Linked DNA regions of Mus musculus: region 2 is linked to region 1. A link is a contact called in public HiChIP or PLAC-seq data. All regions are on one chromosome and are shown on one strand. The core of a region is the stretch at or near the end of the contact, and the rest is flanking DNA. Distances in the headings are between cores, read along the strand shown. Region 1 holds the start of Hmgcs1 (3-hydroxy-3-methylglutaryl-Coenzyme A synthase 1). Region 2 overlaps Nim1k (NIM1 serine/threonine protein kinase).

What was found. HiChIP or PLAC-seq counts read pairs in DNA pulled down with a chosen protein or histone mark.
Region 2: a contact with region 1 is called in an H3K4me3 HiChIP or PLAC-seq map of the SCID.adh cell line, with 31 read pairs. The contact joins the enhancer-like site here to the promoter of Hmgcs1 in region 1. A contact is called at or near these places in 2 of 15 datasets of contacts at CTCF or cohesin (CD8 T cells and the NIH/3T3 cell line), 17 of 484 Hi-C or Micro-C datasets (the HPC-7 cell line, the MC3T3-E1 cell line, MC3T3-E1-derived osteoblasts and 11 more), 11 of 115 datasets of contacts at active chromatin or transcription factors (the 230-238 cell line, the HPC-7 cell line, the SCID.adh cell line and 8 more) and 3 of 9 other capture datasets (adipose tissue, liver and pancreatic islet).

The regions. Positions count from the first base shown.
Region 1 is chr13:119,687,111-119,692,376 of GRCm38.p6, forward strand. It overlaps Hmgcs1 (3-hydroxy-3-methylglutaryl-Coenzyme A synthase 1), which reads left to right and starts at 3,241. Exons shown (of 10, transcript NM_001291439.1): 1 at 3,241-3,403.
Region 2 is chr13:119,722,529-119,727,794 of GRCm38.p6, forward strand. It overlaps Nim1k (NIM1 serine/threonine protein kinase), which reads right to left. Exons shown (of 4, transcript NM_175538.3): 2 at 5,052-5,266. Among named protein-coding and RNA genes, the nearest start is that of Gm52026, 17 kb to the right of the region's middle. Within about 2 kb of position 2,668, at least 4 of the 459 cell types and tissues checked have an H3K27ac peak or open chromatin away from gene starts, as enhancers often do. A contact at or near this core is called in the SCID.adh cell line and bone marrow-derived macrophages, where this site is marked.

The DNA of each region.
Region 1 (5,266 bases), core at 1,991-4,490:
AATGCATTTGAGGAGGTGCTTCTGTGAGGCCTTGGACCTCAGGAGACCTGTTTGTAACCACATTCTGTTCTGCTGTCTATCTGTCCTGCTGTCTATCTGGGTCCCTGATGGAGTCCATAAAAAAAATCTGGTTGAATATCAGACTTGAGTAAGGGTCTGCATTTTTTTTCTTTAAATCATAGCCATATGGTAAATTTTCTATTTTGTTCCAGTTCTTATTTACTGATGAACATGTAATAGGTGTTTCTTGGAAAAGGCCAACTTTTATTAAAATATTTCTGGAAGAAAACTTAAAAAAACAAAAAATAAATAAAACAAAAGAACAAAAAAAAACAAAAATAAAACTTAGCCTTTTGCATAATAAATATATGCATATAGTGCCATCATTTGTATAACAGTTGGTATTTTCTTAGTCTAGTGTAAGATACTATAATATTTTATAAAATCTTGACTTTTTTAAAGATTTATTTATTTATTTTATATGAGTACACTGTAGCTGTCTTCAGATACACCAGAAAAGGGCATTTGATCCTGTTATAGATGGTTATGAGCCGTTACATATGGTTGCTGGGAATTGAACTCAGGACCTCTAGAAGAGCAGTCAGTGCTCTTAACCGTTGAGCCATATCTCCAGCCCAATATTTTATAAAATCTTTGAGTCTTTTTTTTGTTTTTGTTTTTGTTTTTTTTTTTGTTTGTTTGTTTGTTTTTTTTTGAGACAGGGTTTCTCTGTATAGCCCTGGCTGTCCTGGAACTCACTTTGTAGACCAGGCTGGCCTCAAACTCAGAAATCCGCCTGCCTCTGCCTCCCAAGTGCTGGGATTAAAGGCGTGCGCCACCACACCCAGCCCTTACTATTCTATTTTGTTGTTCATTGCTCAGCCTTGCTAAACTGAAAATTACTTAGATCAAAAGGGCACTGTGTGCCTGGTGGGAGATGTTTGTCCTCATGATGGCTAGTCTTTTCTCACTCTACACTTAGAATTATTCGAAATCCCTTTTCAAGAACAAAGCTCTTCTTTCTTGTGTTTATCCTTCCTGCCTTTCAAAACATTCCAATTAGCCAGGAAATTTAGCTCCCCGGCCCCACCCAAAATGCTGCTTACCACAACCAAGCAAGGCCTTTCTCTTTGTTTATCATCTAGTAGCTTTAAGCTGTTTTATTCTAGGATAAAATGGGTATCAAGAGCAATATGAGGGAATAATGGCAGTTGATTGAATGGCCCCTGCTCTCTGAGTAACTTAGGCCATTCCTTCACAGTGGTTCCATATCCAACATATTTTGATACTTTACTGTTGAGACTGTGTTATGGGATCATGTGAACCAATATTTTTCAAAAGAGTTGAAGATCTTGTAGTCTGGCTGATTAGAACTTTGTGTTTATGGGGGACTTGGAATGTTGATGACCCAGGGCCAAAAGGACCTTAAGATAATCCCTCCACACCTTATAGCTCCTCACCACCCTCCTCTGTATCTCTGACCTGCTCTCCTTTTGACTATCAGATGACAGCTTCCAAATGTAGTAACAAAGCAGGTAACTACTTTTCACCAACCCAAATGAAAAATGTCACCACATAGCACAGGAGGCCTCCAGCAGACTTTTTTCCTGAACACTGTAACTCCATACTTGACATTATCACCATGCATTTTGTAAATGCATTTACTGTTTTTGTTCTAAAGCTCTAACAGTTCACACAGCTTCTTTTGTAGTGGAACACATCTTTCGGGGAAACACATACTCATGTTTCCAGCCATGGTTACCCATATTTAGCTCAGATAAGACCAAACAAATACAATGACACCTCTCATTCCCTTTGGGGCAAGGCCTGTTTTGCTTAGCAAGTTAGCATCTGTAGTGTACAATAAACTTCACACAGCAGTAGTGCTAAGAAACAATGAATTATCAATAGCCCTTATCCACAGTTCTTGGAGGGGTAATGGAATTAACATAAGAAGAATTGTGCCTGACAAATATACCTTAGTGGGTGCTCACAGCCATCCACTGGACTGAGCATAGGGTCCCCAATGAAGGAACCAGAAAAAGGACCCAAGGAGTTGAAGGGGTTTGCAGCCTCATAGGAGGAACAACTATATGAACTAACCAGTACCCCCAGAGCTCCCAGGGACTAAGCCACCAACCAAAGAGCACACATGGTGGGACTCATGGCTCCAGCTGCATATGCAGCAGAGGATGGCCTAGTCGGACATCAGTGGGAGAAGAGGCCCTTTGTCCTATGGAAGCTCTATGCTCCAGTGTGGGAATGCCAGGGCCAGGAAGCAGGAGTGGATGGGTTTGTGAGCAGGGGGAGAGGGGAGGTGATAGTGGGAGGGTGTTTTTCGGAGGGGAAACCAGGAAAGGGGATAACATTTGAAATGTAAATAAAGAAAATATCCAATAAAAGTTTTTTTTAAAAAAATGTATTTAATGATTAAAAAAAGGACGAAGAGTTAGTAATACAGTTCTGAACCTCAGTCATTCAACCTCAACAAAGCTAAGCAGTACAGTTTCTGTTTGGACCAAGTGCCAAAATAATAAATTAAAAAAAACAAACAAACAAAAAACGAAAACCAAAACAACAACAAACACTGATTTGTATAAACCTTCCTTCTCAGACAAGCCCTGCATCATTCTTATTCACTCCTATATCCTAAAATATCGTTTTTTAGGTTTACTTATTGTCTCAGTCGCAGTTTCTATAAAAGCCAAGGTAGTTTAAATTGGACACTTAAGAATACTTACAAATTTAGAAATTCTGGGTGAAGCATTATGCTAAAACTTGTGATGCAGATGCAATTTGCTGCTCTGGAAACTTAGAAAAGAGTCACGACTGAATTCAAATCAAGTATTTCAAATATTTTACAGGTGAAGCCGAGCTGTGGTTGCTAGGCAACCTGACAGCCTCCCAAGCGGGGGACCAACTCACCTCCCACCCTTGACCATCTCTCCCCAGGAGTGGGACGCCGAGTCGCCATTGGTCTCTATCTCCTCTCACTGACCTTCAATTGGTCGGAGAACCTCTCACTCCGCTCCCGTTGGCTCTCGCCGTCTCTCGCCGTCCCGCCATTGGCAGGCTTGTTCTCGGGCCACCCTACGTCACCGTCTCACCCCACTTCCCAGGTCCTCGGACTTTGTTCCCACCCCTTACCCCGCCCTTCCGGCAGCGAGGGAAAACCCTAGCGAGTCCCCGCCTCTCATTGGCTGAAAGCGGATCGGGGGGCGGGCGCTCCCGAGCGACTCTGAGTCCCGGGATTGGCAGAGGTAGCCGCTGTCCCGCCCTCTGTCCCCTCCCGGCGCTGCCCGAGTCGGGTGGGTCGGTGGCTATAAAGCTGCGGAGGGCGGGAGGCACAGTCTGCGGTCTCCTTGCTTTGCTCGTTCTTCTTCCAGGGTCTGATCCCCTTTGGGTGAGTGTCCCGCGCGGGGCCGGCCAGCCAAAGGCCGAGGCCGCGGGCGGCGTGTGCGGGGAGGAGGCGGTGTCCTTGACCAGGCCGGAAGGCTCTGCGCTCTGGTCTGGGCTAAGGCGTGAGCCGGGTCCCGGAGGATGGGGCGCTGGGAGCGAGCTTGTGTGGGAGCTTGAGGGCTTGGGGACTCCGGAGGGGACCCGGACTCCACTGTGCGCCGGCGGGACGCGCAGAGAAGGCAGAGGGCGTTGAGGGCTCCGTGTTCTGATGACATAGTCAGAAGCCGGAGTCGCCTTAGAGGTGCCTGTGACCACCGAAGTGGAGGCGTCGGCAGGGGATCAGAAGGGAGCTGGGGTGTCAGAGCGACCCTCGGGTTAATGGTGGACCCCAAAGGGATGGGGAAGCTCAGGCTCAGAGGGAGGGTTGTAGGTTGGCAGGGGGTGTGTCCTGCCTCCACTTACAGCATTGATGAGGGAAAGTGGGCAGTGTTACTTCTCCCCAATTCGGGTGCAAGAAATCACAATTGTGATTTAGACCTAGCCAAGGATTGATGGCCTGGACCCCTTTGGTACGTGGCTTGCTGAAAAGCAAAGATTAGTGAGCTCGGCACCTCCCCCCTTTCTCTCCCCTCCCTCTCACTTTTCCCCTCCCCCTCCCTTTCTGCTAAGATGTTCTCGTCTACTACTGTTAATAACAGCCAGCCTTAAGTGTTATAAAGATGTGATGGCCCAACCGGCACACAGACTTTGGTTTAAGTCATGGAAGTTTCAAAGCAAGGTGTATGGAAGTCTTTGGAAACATGACCTTCTTTGACCAGTGGTAGGGAAAGAATTGCTTGGCAACATTCTGGAGGAGGGAATTGGGGAGTAGGTGGCAGGAGGTTGTCCTTCTTGCCAAGCTTGCCCCTGTGGCCTTGGCCTCAGGCCATCTCTGCCTGTTTTCTCTACCCACCTCTACTGCAACCTCCCTCCTGCTGGTGCGATGGCTGCTAACCTTTGCTGTATTTTAGGGTTGAATCTTGAGAAGCAAGGGCATGCCAAACATTAACAAACCAGACTACTCATAGTTACAGATTTTTTTTTTTCCTTCCATGCTGTGGTTTAAATTTTTATTGTGCAGATTCCATCAGACTGGAGACAAGGCTGAAAGTCCTCCACAGATATCTGCAAGTGACTCTCTGCAGGTTGAGCCTTCTCAACAGTGCATGTTCTTTGGTCAGACTTTTAAAGTTTCAGTTAGTTTTGCATGGAGATGGAGAGTAAGCATAGCCTGTCTCGTGAAAAGAAAGAGAGGCTGTCTTTTTGTGGATGTAGCTCTCCTAAATTAGCAAAGTTTCCCTTTAGTGTAATGTTCTCTCGGGTTTCTCTGACACTGGGGAAGAGGGAGTATAAAGATGATGTTTGAAGTCATCTGGGCCTTGCTTTTAATGTTTGTTTTTTGTTTTTCACAAATATCCCTCCTGATTGCTTATTCATATCATTAACAGATGGACTTATTTCTGAGTTTTGTTTTGTTTTTAACTGAGATTTTAGAGACATTGTTTTTAGAAGAAATAGAAAATCCCAAGACACGGATGGAACATAGGTGTCTGGAATGATTTAATGCCTGGCTGGACTTCTAATTATCTAGGAGAACTGAATTTGTGGTTGAAGGAGATAATGAACTGTGTTTAAGAATCTCTTTATACAATTTTTTTTTTTTTTTTTTTTTTGGTTTATCGAGACAGGGTTTCTCTGTATAGCCCTGGCTGTCCTGGAACTCACTCTGTAGACCAGGCTGGCCTCGAACTCAGAAATCCTCCTGCCTCTGCCTCCCAAGTGCTGGGATTAAATGTGTGCACCACCACTGCCCATCTGTTTATACATT
Region 2 (5,266 bases), core at 1,418-3,917, 35 kb after region 1:
GAAGACTTCAAATCCCGTGAGTGAGAAGATTGAGACTCTGCTGTAGGCTCTCACACCTCCTTGCATTTGAGCGAGTTTGAACAGATCTATGTTCCTGGAACTGTGTCATAAATGACTCAGGCCTGAAGAATCTAGCTTTGAAAGAAGTCTAATGAATATGTCCCATGTGCTCTGTTTAGCATATGGTATGTAGCATATTTGTTCTGGTTAGATCTTTGTTAACTTTACACAGGCTAGGATCATCTGGGAACACAGAACATCAATTGCGATCAACTCTGAAAATGCCCCCATCAGATTGGCCTATGGGCAAGCAAGTCCTTCCTTCCTTCCTTCCTTCCTTCCTTCCTTCCTTCCTTCCTTCTTTTCTAAGATTTATTTATTTATATGAGTACACTGTAGCTGTATTCAGACACACCAGAAGGCGGCATCAGATCCCATTACAGATGGTTGTGAGCCACCATGTGGTTGCTGGGATTTGAACTCAGGACCTCTGGAAGAGTAGTCTTAACCACTGAGCCATCTCTCCAGCCCAGTAAGCATTTTCTTAATTAATGATTAATGTAAGAAGGCCTGAGCCACTGTGCACATACTGTGGATGGGCCACCCTTGGGCAGATGATCCTGGGTTGTATAAGAAAGCAGACTGAGCAAGCCAGCAAGCAGCACCCTTCTCTGGCCTCTGCTTCAGGTTCCTGCCTTGAATTCCTACCTTGGCTTCCATCAGTGATGGGCTTTGATTGGGATGTGTAAACCAAACAAAACTTTCCTCCCCAAGCTACTTTTGGTCAGAATGTTTTATCACAACAATAGAAAGCAGACTATAATAATATTACATACTTATAAATCTTCTCCATACAACAATCCTAAGCAACTAATGCAAGCTAATGCTTGTCTCACCTTACACGTGGGAGAACACGCAGAATGGAGACAGAGTTTTTTTTTTTTTTTTTTTTGTAGCCACACAGATAGAAAAACAAAGAATCACAATTCCAAGAAAACCAGACTAACTCCAAAGTCCATGTGTCCCTCGGGACTGCCCTGCCTTTTTCCGTGAGTCATGATACCTCTTTTCTCCTGGACATTGTTTGAGGGGAGAAGGACAGACAGGAAGTCAGCTGTAAGAAGACTCCATGCTGCTTTCGTGAGACATGGTTACTGTTACAGTTTGGCTATGACATGTCCTAGAGACTTGGTCCTTGGTCCATGATGCTTCTGGGAGGTAGCAGAAGCTTAAGAGGTGGGACCTCCTGGGATGATGTTAGGCATTGAGAGTGACCCCTTGAAGGGGACAGTGGAACCCTGGTCTCTCTGCATGTCTCCCCTCTTGCTTCTAGGCTGCATGCAATGAGCAGCTTTATCTAGTATAACTCCTACTGAGCTGTATTGCCTCACCACAGGGCCAAAGGCAACGGGATCAACTAAGCAAGGACTGAAATTTCTTAAAAGTATTAATGAAATAAACCTTTCCCCCTCAAAGCTTTATTATGTCAGGCATTCTGTCATAATACGAAAAAGCTGGCTAACACAGTTACATACTTGTGTTGTTCCTGGTTGTTTTCCTGTTTGTTTGACAAAATCACTGCTTGGGAGTACTATGAAAGTGGGGAGAGTGTCCAGAGTCTAAAAGTGGCATCAGTAGCAGCTAACTTTGGCTAGCTTGTCGGAGGCATGGTAGGAGAGACGTGCCTCTTCAATGTTATTCCAAAATGCCAAGGAAGCCTCGTCAAGTAGGATGGAAAGCCAGTTGCACACCCAGCTTTGTTGTAATGTGGGAGCAGCCAGATCTGGACTTTACTTCCTCATCTATAAGACAGAAGAGACTGGATAACACCATGGTTTCCTAATGTGAAGCCCTTAAGATTCACAAGGCGCAAAATGATTGTCATGCACAGGCAGCCTTAAGTAGCCTTCAACCACATAAAATGTTATTACAGAATAAAAATGTTATTCTAGCCAATTCTCCTAATCAATGCAAAAAGAAAGTTGTGTATTGGTTGTTTTACTCAATTACTTTGGTTAGCTCATAATTTCTTCTTCTTTTTTTTTCCCATAATTTCTTCTTAAAACTTTAAAATCGGAGGCTGGAGAGATGGCTCAGTGGGTAAGAGCACCGAGTGTTCTTCCGAAAGTCCGGAGTTCAAATACCAGCAACTACATGGTGGCTCACAACCATATGTAACGAGATCTGATGCCCTCTTCTGGTATGTCTGAAAATAGCTACAGTGTACTTCCATATAATTAATAATAAATCTTTAAAAAAAAAAAAAACTGTTCCTGTTTATTTTACCACTATATTATTACATCCAAATTTTTGCCATTACTTTCTATGCAACTGATGTTTTCCCCATTATTGTAACATTAATTTCCTTTTAAAGTAGTTGATTTAAAATTTTTTTTTGAGAGCCGCCGTTTATTAAGTAGCAACTATAGACCCTAAACTTCACATGTTATCTGACGAATTTAAGAATCATGGTCTGTAATTTATTAACAATACAACTGAAAACAAAGTAGTTTGCATGAAGTCAGATGCCTGCTTGAGTTGGTGAGACAAATCTTCCTGATCCTCAAGTCAAAGCTCAGCCTACAGTGAGTACTCACTCCCATCCCCCATGTCCTCTGTCAAGTTCTACACCCGAGCTGCACTCACAGCGACCACACAGAGCCGGCCACATCAGGGTACTTGCTCAGCCTTCTGCAGTCTGCAGGCTTCTGTAGCATGGGTGTGGCCTTTTCTCTCCGGGTATGGCTTTATCCAAGGTCTCCTCTACTCTCCCTAACCATGATGTCTGTCTCAACTTCTGGCCCCTCACCTCCTTGTCTTTTCTTTCATTCTGTTCTAGATGACTGAAAAGTCACAGCCCTCCCGGTTAGATCTGCATTGTTAGTCTAGATGTAGTCTAATGCCCGGCAGTGGCTTACACCTTTAATCTCAGTGCCTTGGAGGCAGAGGCAGGTGGACCTCTGAGTTGCACTAAAAAGCACCAAAACCAAGTAAAGATATAGTTTTATGAATAAAGCTTTAAAAATTGCCCCTGAAGTTTGACACTGTGTATTGAAACTTTCCACTGTGTCTTCTGAATAACAGAACCAACGCCTAGGAATACATGTAGAGACAGTGTTGAATATTGCTTACCCGAAAAATGGCAAGCACCTGAGGTGATAAATGTCCCCATACGATCATTGCATAATATATGTGTGTGTGCATGTGTGTATGTTATTCTGTATCCCAAAAATATGTAGACTTATTGAGTAACTAAGTTAAAATTTATTTTTAAAGGAAAAGAAAAAGGCCAGAGAGCTGGCTGGGGTCACTGGCTGCTCTTCCAGAGGTCCCAGGTTTGTTTCCAGCACCCACGTGGCAGCTATCAACCATCTGTAACTTTAGTTCCAAGGGATCCCAGTCCCCCTTTCTGGCCTCTGTAAAGATCAGGCATACATGTGGTGCACTGACATACATGTAATAAATACGGATACACATAAAACAAAATAAAAATAAATATTTCCTTTTTTTTCAAGACAGGGTTTCTCTGTGTTGTCCTGGCTGACCTGGCACTCTGTAGACCAGGCTTGTCTCAAACTCAAGAGATCTTGCCTGCATTTGCCTCCCCATTGTCAGGATTAAATGAATGTGCCACCATTCCTATCTAAAAATAAATCTTCTAAAACACTAAAATAAGAAAAAGTTCACAGAGAAAATGAGTATATTTAAAACCACTCCAGGGCTGAGGTGTAGCTTAGAGTGCTCATTTGCAATGTACTTGGCCCTGGGTTTGGTTCTCAGCACCACAGGCACACATACAAACCACTGTACACGAGTTTATGTACATGAAATGCTAACTATTAGGCCTGGTGGCACAGGCCTGTAATTCCATGTACTTAGGAGACTGGGGCCAGAGAATAAAGAGTTCATGATATGTTTGAGCTACAGAATGAGTTCAATACTGGTCTTGGCAACTGAAGGAAAGAAACCCTGACTCAAAAGAAGAAAATGGTGAGATTAGCATCCCAACAAGTCTGGGGATGAGAAGTCTCTGGAGCATCACCTGTAACAGCAGAGCTGGAAGTCACAGTCCACAGGGAGTGCAGGTGAACTGGTCTTGGTTTATATGAGGAATGAAATTCTGTTGAAAAGGAGACTTCGATTTATCTTCGATTGCACAAAGGCAAGATAGATGTACCTGAAAAATCTTGTCAATAACTAGTACTGATTGATTGATCATTTACTCATTCCTCCGGACACCCAGTGAGGCAAACACTGTTACTGGATGCATTTGCCAATGCAAACTGGGAGAGGTATTTTAACTTACAGAGAAGACTAAGGTAGCTGAGACGCAGAAGTGTGAACCCAGATACCCAGGAAGCTTTCAAACGGGGCGGAAGATTTGATGCTCCAGTGACCTCTGAGTGTATGTACCAATGTGCCAGTGTGTTGGGGGTGATGCTTTTTATTTGGCTGTGCATATGCTGGGCAAGTCCCATACCACCGTGCTATATTAGGTCTGTTACGTTTTCTTCAGGGGTAAAACAGATTAAAAGGTCATGGGACTAAACTGAAAGCAAAAGTTATCTCTGATAGAAGAAAGGACTTTGGGGCGTGGTAACAGGGTAGGTCAAGGAGACATCAGGAAGGGTCTCTCTGGAGGGGGACCCTGAGCTTCAGATGGTGGTTTCAGCATGCTGACTGGCCAGTGTTTTTCTCCCGTAAGCCAATTCCTAGCTTTAACTAAGCTGGGCTAACTCTGGGAAAGGGTCCAATTAGGGTAGGCTAGTCCCAGGGCAACCAGTAGCTGCCAAGTGTGAAGATTCAAGCGTCACTGGGAACATCTACAAAGAAGACTAAAGGAGAAGAGTCCCTGAGAGCAAGCCCTTCATTTCCCAAGAAAGGGAGTAGTCTGTCTGGTTGGTTCGAGGGGACCTTGGAACCTATCATTTAGAGAGCTAATGGTCTAGGTCGTCTGTATAATTCCAGGCCATTGTTTATGACACACCAGTACAAACCGAATGTGGCCTTAAGTCGCCTTCTAAACCCACCCCCAATTAGTCCCATCCTACCTTTGGTTAGGGAGTGAATCCCCAGCTTGACCTGGGAAAAGTTTCCGCTTCCGATCTCCCCTCGAATCCGATAGAAGCCAATGCGTTTCCCCAGCGTGATCTCCCTCACCACCTTCTCATCCTGGCACATGTCCTGAGTCAGTTTCTCGAAGGGTGTCAGCTGGCGCTGCTGGTCCTCCTCGCTGTCCTTGCCGCCCTCGGTCTGACAGCTGCTT